Regions from separate parts of the Zea mays genome. Here all the other regions are linked to region 2. A link is a contact called in public Hi-C data. All regions are on one chromosome and are shown on one strand. Each heading gives the region's core, a stretch centred on a gene start, on an enhancer-like site or on the middle of the called end of the contact. The rest is flanking DNA. Distances are from core to core; before and after follow the strand shown.

The links. A called contact is a pair of places that touch in the nucleus more often than the background predicts.
Region 1: a contact with region 2 is called in a Hi-C map of ear, with 2.2 times the contacts expected there. The contact joins the promoter of LOC100283758 here to the promoter of LOC111589729 in region 2. A contact is called at or near these places in 2 of 25 Hi-C or Micro-C datasets (ear and tassel).
Region 3: a contact with region 2 is called in a Hi-C map of bundle sheath, with 4 times the contacts expected there. The contact joins the promoter of LOC103632455 here to the promoter of LOC111589729 in region 2. A contact is called at or near these places in 4 of 25 Hi-C or Micro-C datasets (bundle sheath, ear, endosperm and 1 more).

Annotation. Positions count from the first base shown.
Region 1 is chr7:72,162,670-72,165,458 of Zm-B73-REFERENCE-NAM-5.0, forward strand. It overlaps LOC100283758, which reads right to left and starts at 1,300. Exons shown (of 4, transcript NM_001156657.1): 1 at 828-1,300; 2 at 252-741. The coding sequence starts at 1,199.
Region 2 is chr7:72,737,461-72,740,202 of Zm-B73-REFERENCE-NAM-5.0, forward strand. LOC111589729 (transposon Tf2-1 polyprotein) reads right to left here and starts at 1,411. Exons shown (of 4, transcript XR_002748844.2): 1 at 902-1,411; 2 at 1-783.
Region 3 is chr7:73,566,004-73,569,047 of Zm-B73-REFERENCE-NAM-5.0, forward strand. It overlaps LOC103632455 (R3H domain-containing protein 1), which reads right to left and starts at 1,287. Exons shown (of 5, transcript XR_002263388.3): 1 at 476-1,287; 2 at 1-8.

The DNA.
Region 1 (2,789 bases), core at 50-2,549, 570 kb before region 2:
GTTAGCTATTAAAATTATTGATTTATGAAGTTTTATATAGAATTTTTGGAGTTGCTGTGAGTGCGATAGGGAGTCTGCCAAAGATAACAGCAGTAGTGCAATGAGTTACGCTGACGGCACAGGCGCTGCTGCCCTGTCTCTCGGAGCTGTGCAGAGCCCTGTACCATTAATGGAGACTGCATACGGCAGCTCATGAATGCAGCGAGCTACCCCCTGCATGGCTATCTTGAATGGAATGGATGGGTGCTCACCGTAGTCGGCCGGCCTGTTTACGACGTTGGCGAGGAGCTGGTACGTGTCGGCGAAGACGAGCTGCAGTCCCAGCAGTTCCTTGTTAAGCTTGAGGACGAGCTCCTGCAGCTTGGCGTTGAAGGTCCTGGCAACAGCGTTGTACTGCTCGTTGCACTCCCCGGGGTTGTCGCGGTTGCCGATCCGCTCGGCGGGGAGGCAGCCCATGGGCGTGAGCCCGGTGAAGTCCATTTTGCGGCCGCCGAGGGTGTGCACGCGGCGTATGGCGGCCTCGGCGAGTCCCAGCAGGTAGGCCTCGTACTCGCCCACAGTATACTGCATCCGCCGCTCCGGCAAGTTGTAGTAGTTCTCGATGAAGTCATTGGTGCCGATGCTCCAGATGTAGAGCGCTTCGCTGATGATCTCCTCCGCCGCCGCCTCGCCCTTGGCGATCTTGAGGCGGTCCGTGTACTCCTTGAAGTAAGCGAGCTGCTCGTCCAGCGTGATCACGGACTGCCGTCCATTTTGATACATGCATGCAGGCATTAATAATTTGAGATATATAGACAGAGACGGACATGAATGGTACTGGTACATACCAAGACGCCGGCCGTCGCGTTATCGAGGCCTGTCGCAGCGGAGGCGAAGGAGACTCCTGTGGCGAGCTGGTCGATGGTGCAGTTGTTGTCCAGGTAGGCGGGGATGGACGGCGGCAGGCCGAAGGCCTCGGAGATGAAGTCGGTGGCGAGGCGCCCATTGGAGAACCGGCCCGTGGGGAGGCCATCGTCGTAGTCGCGGCCGTACGGCCAGAAGTTGCTCCGCGCGATGGTCGGGATGAAATTGTTGTTCCCCGTGTCCACGGAAGAGTCGCCGAACACGACGATTGCCGACACCTTCCCGGCCACCGCACCTCGTCCTCCGTGCAGCAACAACAATATCAAGCACGGCAAGTACCGCTTGCATGACGACATTGCCGGTGCTGCGCGCGGCCACCCCCGGAGAAATCCGAAGACCTCAATGTGCTCAAGAAGACAGCGGTCTGGTGCTAGCAGTAGGACGAGACAATTAATGTGCCGTGCATCTAGAAGCTCAGATACTTACATAAGGTTGTTGATTGCTTTGTTTGGATGAATTGTTAGCTGATTCATAACGGTTTCAGTGCCCTTGAGCGGCGATAACATGGAGCACTAATTGCGCCGTATGTATTCGGGATGTTGAGAGCTCATCTGCATGTGAGGCGCGATTAACACAGCATTCAATCGCTCCTCACTGCCTGCCTTTATGGAGAGGAGAGCCGCTGCAGGTTTCTTCAATATGGGTATTATATATACTAGCTCCATTCACAAATACATGACACCATTGATTTTTTTCGAAAATTTTAATCACTCATCTTATTCAAATATTTATTTAAAAATGTAAAATTTTAAGTCAAACAAAAACTACCTTTAAGTGATAAAATAAATCACAAAAAAATAAATGATAACTCATTATTTTTTTGAATGAGACGAGTGATCAAAGTTTTTTAAAAAATCAATGGTGTCATATATTTATGAACAGAGAGAGTATATATATGTATCGATTTAATTTTTAAAATATGATATTTTTGTTTGGTTCTCACACGTGGGCCTTAGGTCTCGACAAGTGGACCTAAGCACTAGAGAGCAGGTGTCACAATCGGCACGACAGAACGGATGGAACAGAGTTCAGAAACATCTTTACAAGTGTGTTCCATCTGCGAATGTGATGGGGGTATTTATAGGGTAACCATGGTACTGTGAACTAAAGTATGTTTATGTTCTTAATTATCTGTTACATTCTCCGAATATGTTATACAACGGGGTAATTACTGGTCGGTAACGTCTCAGGTCTAATTGTACAGTGTTTTATGCACGATGCAGACGCTGACGGGTGGGCCTGCTCGCTTGAGTGTCGACGGTCATCGAGGTCAACCATGCATGACCCTAGGTGTCCCACCTGGATTTAAGGGACAAAGTCGGGTGCATCTCATACATGCGTTAAAGAAGACAACATATATAATAACAGAGTGTATAGAGATAAATGTCACAATAACATCAGAGTACTTATTACATTGCGGAAGTCTTACAAAATAAGAGATAAATATAAACGAACTAACACCCATCCTTGGAGCCAATAAGTCAACTGGGAGACGCCACCTAGATCGAATCGAACTCCTCGTTGTGTGGCTCCTCTTGAACCACCTGTTCTTCTCCTATGGGGAGTGTGAGACAGCAAGGGTGAGCTCACACATGTTCAGGCTCAACAAGTTGTGGGGAATAATGTGATATGAACTCACCAAAGGTGGGAGAGTTCATGTGATGTGTAAGGCTGATCAACAATAAGGGTTAAAGCTGAGCATTGCTTTTAATGAGTTGGTCAAATTTTATTAGCAGTTACTAAATGTAAGTAAATACCAAACCTTAATAATAATAGTAGAACAAAATTAACAAATAATCCCATGCAATGCCAATGACAACTTGAATTTAGTTTCATAGTTTAATCATGCGAGAGTCCTGAGCTGCTCTTGACCGTGAGCTCGGCTA
Region 2 (2,742 bases), core at 161-2,660:
CACCAGTTCCTCCCCTCTGCGCGACGCTCCCTCCTCGGTTTGCATTCGCCACCACATTTGATAGTCGCGCTTGATCTTGGGATACCTGTGCCAGAGACTTCATGGAGAGATCCATTTTTGCCTGCACGTACTGTGTGATCTTCTCATGCTCCATCTGTCGCTTCTCCATCTCGGACATCTTGGTCGACAGCGTGTCCAACCCATCCATCTTCTTCGACAGCTCCATGAGAGTGGCAGTCGACGCCTCCCATGCTTGCTGGAACTTCTCAGTCAGCCTTTTCTCCACCTCTTCCATGGCTGCAACCACGTGACGCGCCTGAACAGATGGCCGACTTGGCGCCGTGATGTCTTCCCTGAGATGTCGCTCGACGACGATCGAAGTGTCGCCGGAAAATGCCTCTGATACCAGTTTGTGATATCCGGTGGATTATCGCCAGAGATCACCGGAGAGAAGAGAGAAGAAAGGGAAAGAACACAGGCAAGAGAAGCAGACAGAGGTATGAATATTTGGTTTCTGTTCTTCCATCCCTTCTTCAGCGCAGATATTTGCCTCTTATACGTGTGGCTGACCCGCCCACGAATACACGGCCACAATACGGCCCAATACCAGAGATTAACAAAGTCTAACAATTGAGATTACAAGGCCAAATCCGGCCCAACAGGATCCACTAAAACCAAACCTTGTCCGCATACCTCTCCTACCGCCAACTCAGTCATCCGCGACGGTGTTTGCCTGATCCTGATGCAGCACCGATGTGACACTCAACCCCCGGAGGCCAGAACCTGGGCCACATATGAAGACGGGAGTCCACGAAAATTGTTCCCAGATAAACCAAACGACCAACGAACCCCGAATTCGCGGGGCTACTCAATCAAGAGATGCATGCTGCGTTGCGCGCACCTGTTTCTTGCGGTTATCACCGCCAGAGAAGAGGCAGTACACGCGGCCGGCGCGGCCGCAGGATCGGCGATTAAGGCATCCAGGGATACTGGGGAATCGACCGGCATAGAAGGAGGTGAGGACTCCATCGCGGGGGAAGGCGCGGAGGCGAGCGGAAGGCGGAGGAGGCCGCGCAGGCGACATGGCTCGCTCGGTAGCTAGAGTGGCGTGGCCGCGTGGGTTTGTGTTACGGTGAAGGCTGCTTACACAACTGGGCTGGGCCTACTTTTTTTTTTTTTGCCTTCAGAGTCTGTTCTCGTGAACAAACTGTTAGGGCTAGTTTAAAAACTCAAATCCCCTTCGAGATTAGAGGGGATTAGAGAGAAAATTAGTTCATTTTCATCTCAACCCCCTCCAATCATGAAGGGGATTTGAGGTTCGTAAAGTAGCCCTTATGTGGTTTGTCCTATCTCCTGTGAGTTTGACAACAAAATCATGATACATAACATGTAATCTCAGCCAACAGATTTACCATATTTTACAATAGACACCACTATGATAATAAGAACACCACGATAATTATTCTTTGAACGTTTCATGCTAAAGAGCATGGCATCATGGATAACGACATCAAATCAGATGAACCAATATGCATCGATAGGAACAAGCAGCGCTAGGCTATGGATTTATCAGCTCAGGTGGAAGGTAAAAACACACAGTTTAGAGAATGACAAAGCAGACCAATCTTGTTCACTTGAATAGTAGACACAAAAACTTCCATTACTAATCATATCCTATAGCAAACTACACTATGGTTTCACGCCAGGAGCACAATAATTTACAACACACCATTTGACTTCCTCATATCTTGCTCTTTGGTTTCCTTGTATCGTGCTCTTAATGTATAGACATCATAACGATAATAAAGTCTTTTAATACTAAGAAAATTAACTTCTTAATGTAGGTATACAGATATAGATGGTTGTTCACGCGTTAATTTGCATCACACACCAAATCCATAATAAGAGCACCATTGTAGGAAACGGTGACGCCTAATAGGAGGCGGTGAATTAAGACTTTTAAAACTTCTTTCTAAACAAGGACACAAAATAATCCCTAAAACAAAACCTATGCAAATATCTAAACTAGATTGTGTAAACTAGGTTTTTGTCTATGTGTTGTTATCTCTACCTTAAAAGAAGTAATGCAACCTAAGTTCCAATCCTATATACACTAAGAATAATAAAGATTGTAACTTAGGTAAAGATAGTAAATGTGGATGATTAAAGAGCTAGTAGAGAAAGCAAACTCTCGTGGACGACGCTGGTTCTTTTACCGAGGTATCTGGAACCATGAAAGTTTCCAACTAATCCTCGTTGGTGCCCATATGCAAAGGGTAGCCCACGCGAGGGCCAAGCACCACGAATGAGTAACTCCATAGAGAGTCATGTGCCTTCTCCACACGCAAGTAGTGCTTCGCTTCCGGCCTCTTCTCGGACGCTCACCGCTGTCTTCACTATCGAGTTTCTGGTCGAAATGCCATGGGCCTCGTTCCCGGTACACAATGGCGGCCGTGATACAAACTCAATTGTCACGGTCTTGCAAGACTCTCGCCCTAGTCGGTACAATATTACAACGGCTCGCGCAAGAGCCGAGGGCTGTGGTGGGTTTTTATTACTTCACTCAACTAACTAGCATTACACTAGAGCAAGCGCAATGGCGGTCTAACTAGCCTAAGCACCTTGCAAAGCACCTATACTAATCACCAGATGAATCTCTTATGCACTTGTGTGTTGGACCTTAGAAATGTGCCTCTATGCCTATGATATGTTTCTTGTGCTCCACACACTTCAAATTGCCAG
Region 3 (3,044 bases), core at 37-2,536, 830 kb after region 2:
TCTTAGCACTGCAGACAGGAATAGACTAGAGTCAAATACAAGGACTCCGACCACACGACCATCAGATGCATAAGGTGCTTGGAACAAAAACTTGCACTTCATAATTTTTGGTACAGAATTTAATTATCTGGTGCTTGCACAAATCTCTTATCCTATGGGACCAGCATGTTTGCACATATAAAAAGGGCATAAGATGCATGGAGAACATCAGCCAAATTTTCCAGAGACCTAGCTACCTGGCTCAAGTAGCAAGCCATAAAGGGTGAAGTACATAAAGACAGCACACAGCATATAAGTACGACCACGAAAGAATACAACATTACCACATGAATAAAGCAACTAGCCACCTGTGCATATCTCAAAACAAGCAAGGAACACTCTGCACGTATCCTAAGCTAACCTTCTCATGTTAGTAGAATCTCGCATAACAAGCAAATAAATTGGTAAACTATGTGCGGAGGAGGCGTTAATTTACCAGAAAGCCTCTCCCTCGGCTTCTCTAGAGCCTCTCGTAGGAACTGATCGACCTGAGCCATCAAATCCTCGCGCGCAGCCGAGGGAACCGAAGGCGGGCCCTGCGGCTGCAGCGCAGGCGGCGGCTGGGGCGGGTCCGGGTTGTCAGCGAGGTCCGGCGAGGAGGACACGCGGCGCGCGGAGAGGATAAGCCGGCTTATGGGCCCGTCGATGTCGGCCGATTCCCACGAGTCCGGCGCGGCGGCTGCAACGTCCTCGGCTGCGGGCTCCATGGCCTCGTGTGCGCGGGCGATCCGGAGCTAGAGGGCGCAAGGGCGGTGAGCGGAGAGACTGGAGCTAGTAACGAGGGTGGCCATGGGGCCAGAGCGCCGAGATCTGGAGGAAGCGCAGCTAGGTTTGGTTCTGCGGTGCAGGTGTTGGTAGATGGTAGGAACAGGAACGCGGTGTCAAGCACCAAACTTGCAATTAAAAGATCATGAATCATTACAGCTTATACACACAGCGTAGTAGAAAACGAGTTAGAGCCACGATACAACATATGCACGCGTCGATGAAGAGGAAATAGCCGATCACGATCGTCTCCTCCTCCGCAGTGTGTCAGCGCAACAGTCGCAGCTGCGCTTCCACATAGTCCACACGTACGGGGACGAACGTCGTGCACATGTGTACTAGCACCGCGTGCGCAGCGAGGGACTCACGGCTGGTATGAGGAAGACGACGGCCAGGGTTTGCATTTGTGGTGGAGAGCTCTAACCCTAACCCCTTCTCATATATATTATAGATCGTGTTAATGGGTTGTAACTCATTAAACCTCTAATCCCAATTGGGCTCTAATCTGAATTGTGTGTGATTGCCTCTTGAGTATATCACTAATAATCTCGCACTTGCACTAGAGACAATCATATAGGCTTTCCAATGTTCCAACCCATTAAGTGTGTGACTCGTTAGGTTCATGTGCATACGGCAGTGAATGAAACTTTTTCAAACCACAAGTCAATAGCGATATCTAACAGGACATATTAACTCTCGAATGTACATTAAAAATCATATCGGTTGAACTTTGATACATTCTCGTATTGATCCCTTTGTCGCATGATATCAGTCAAGCTCAAGACAAAGTGTGTGCCATCCTTGTTATAGCTTAATCATTCACTCGATCAAATAGTGGATTCAATTCATGACTAACATTTAGTCGTTGTGATTAACTCTTTAGTCATATTGGCATGTGATGAGGACATCACTCTCATACAAAATAATACATGGTCTAACAACACGAGCACGTGCATGACAGCTAAATCGGCAGGTTCGTTCTTACCTAGTTAATTGTATTTTAGAGCTTACGCTTTGTGCTATGGATGATTTGATGATTAGGAACCTTAGAGAGTACCATCAAGGACTTGGGAAAGGCCAATATATCAAGGAGGATAAGCTAGGATGTTCACAACGAGAGAAAGCCAACTCCGACTCAACTTCGTCTCCACCTCGGAGTCCAGGACTAGTCTTCACTAAAACGGACGCTCAGGATCCATCTGACCTCCTATTAGGTTGGACTTTATATGGATGGAAAGCTAATGAGATAAACTTTCCAACCCGATTGAAACCAACTTAAAATTCGTCTGGATTCAACGAGAATTATTGAAACAAGTTAGCGTTCAGATTCTGTTTTGGTGCTGCGACACCGTCTGTTCGGCTGTTGGCACGTGTATCGTGTTGGAGCCCATTAGGGGTACCTTTAGGGGTTGTGCATGCCCCTAACCCCTATTTTAATAGCAGTCACTGCCACATTAGGATTTGGGTTTTGCTTAGATCATATATGTCATCGAACAGTTCGTCGTTCATCGGTTTGTGAGACCCCAACTCGTAATCAACACAATTTTAGTTGTGTTCTACCTATTCTTGCTTGTGTTCTTGATTGCGCTTGCAGGGATAAGCCTTCGTGGCAAGGTCACTCGTGTGTCACGGGTGATAACCAATGAAGTGATTGCGAGGATCCATTCGCTCGGAGCCTTGGATCATCAACGTCGAGATCTCCACCCAATCAAGTTATCTGTTGGTGCTTCGTCTTCCGAAGGTCCTCAAAAACATGATTAACAATGTTTCCCCAAGTGTAATATATGTACAGGAACCTTCGGACATTGGGATGAAGCTGTCCACAATATGAAAAGCATGGTTGGGGCGAAGGTCGAACCAGTTCCAAAGCTATGCGCAAGGAAGCTTCGGCTCAGTAGCAGAAAAGGAACCGACTTAAAGAGGAAAAAGCTATTTAGTCCTCGATAGATTGTCCTAATGTCAATAGTAAAAATAAAGGGTATAAATGTAATTTCACATAGGCTACACCTTGTGCCTATAAATAGATGAACAGTACCCCCGTACTGTTCACGCTGACTTGTACTCACTTGTGCGTCACGCTTGTACTTTTACCTTCTTTCAAGCCGAAGGTACATTTGTAATTCAATATTGTTTCTGTCTTTTCATGGTAATATAATGAGAATGAATTAATAATGTTATATGATTGTTTATATTGTCTCTTATATTTCATATGCTTCTCCTTTTATTAACATATATCACAA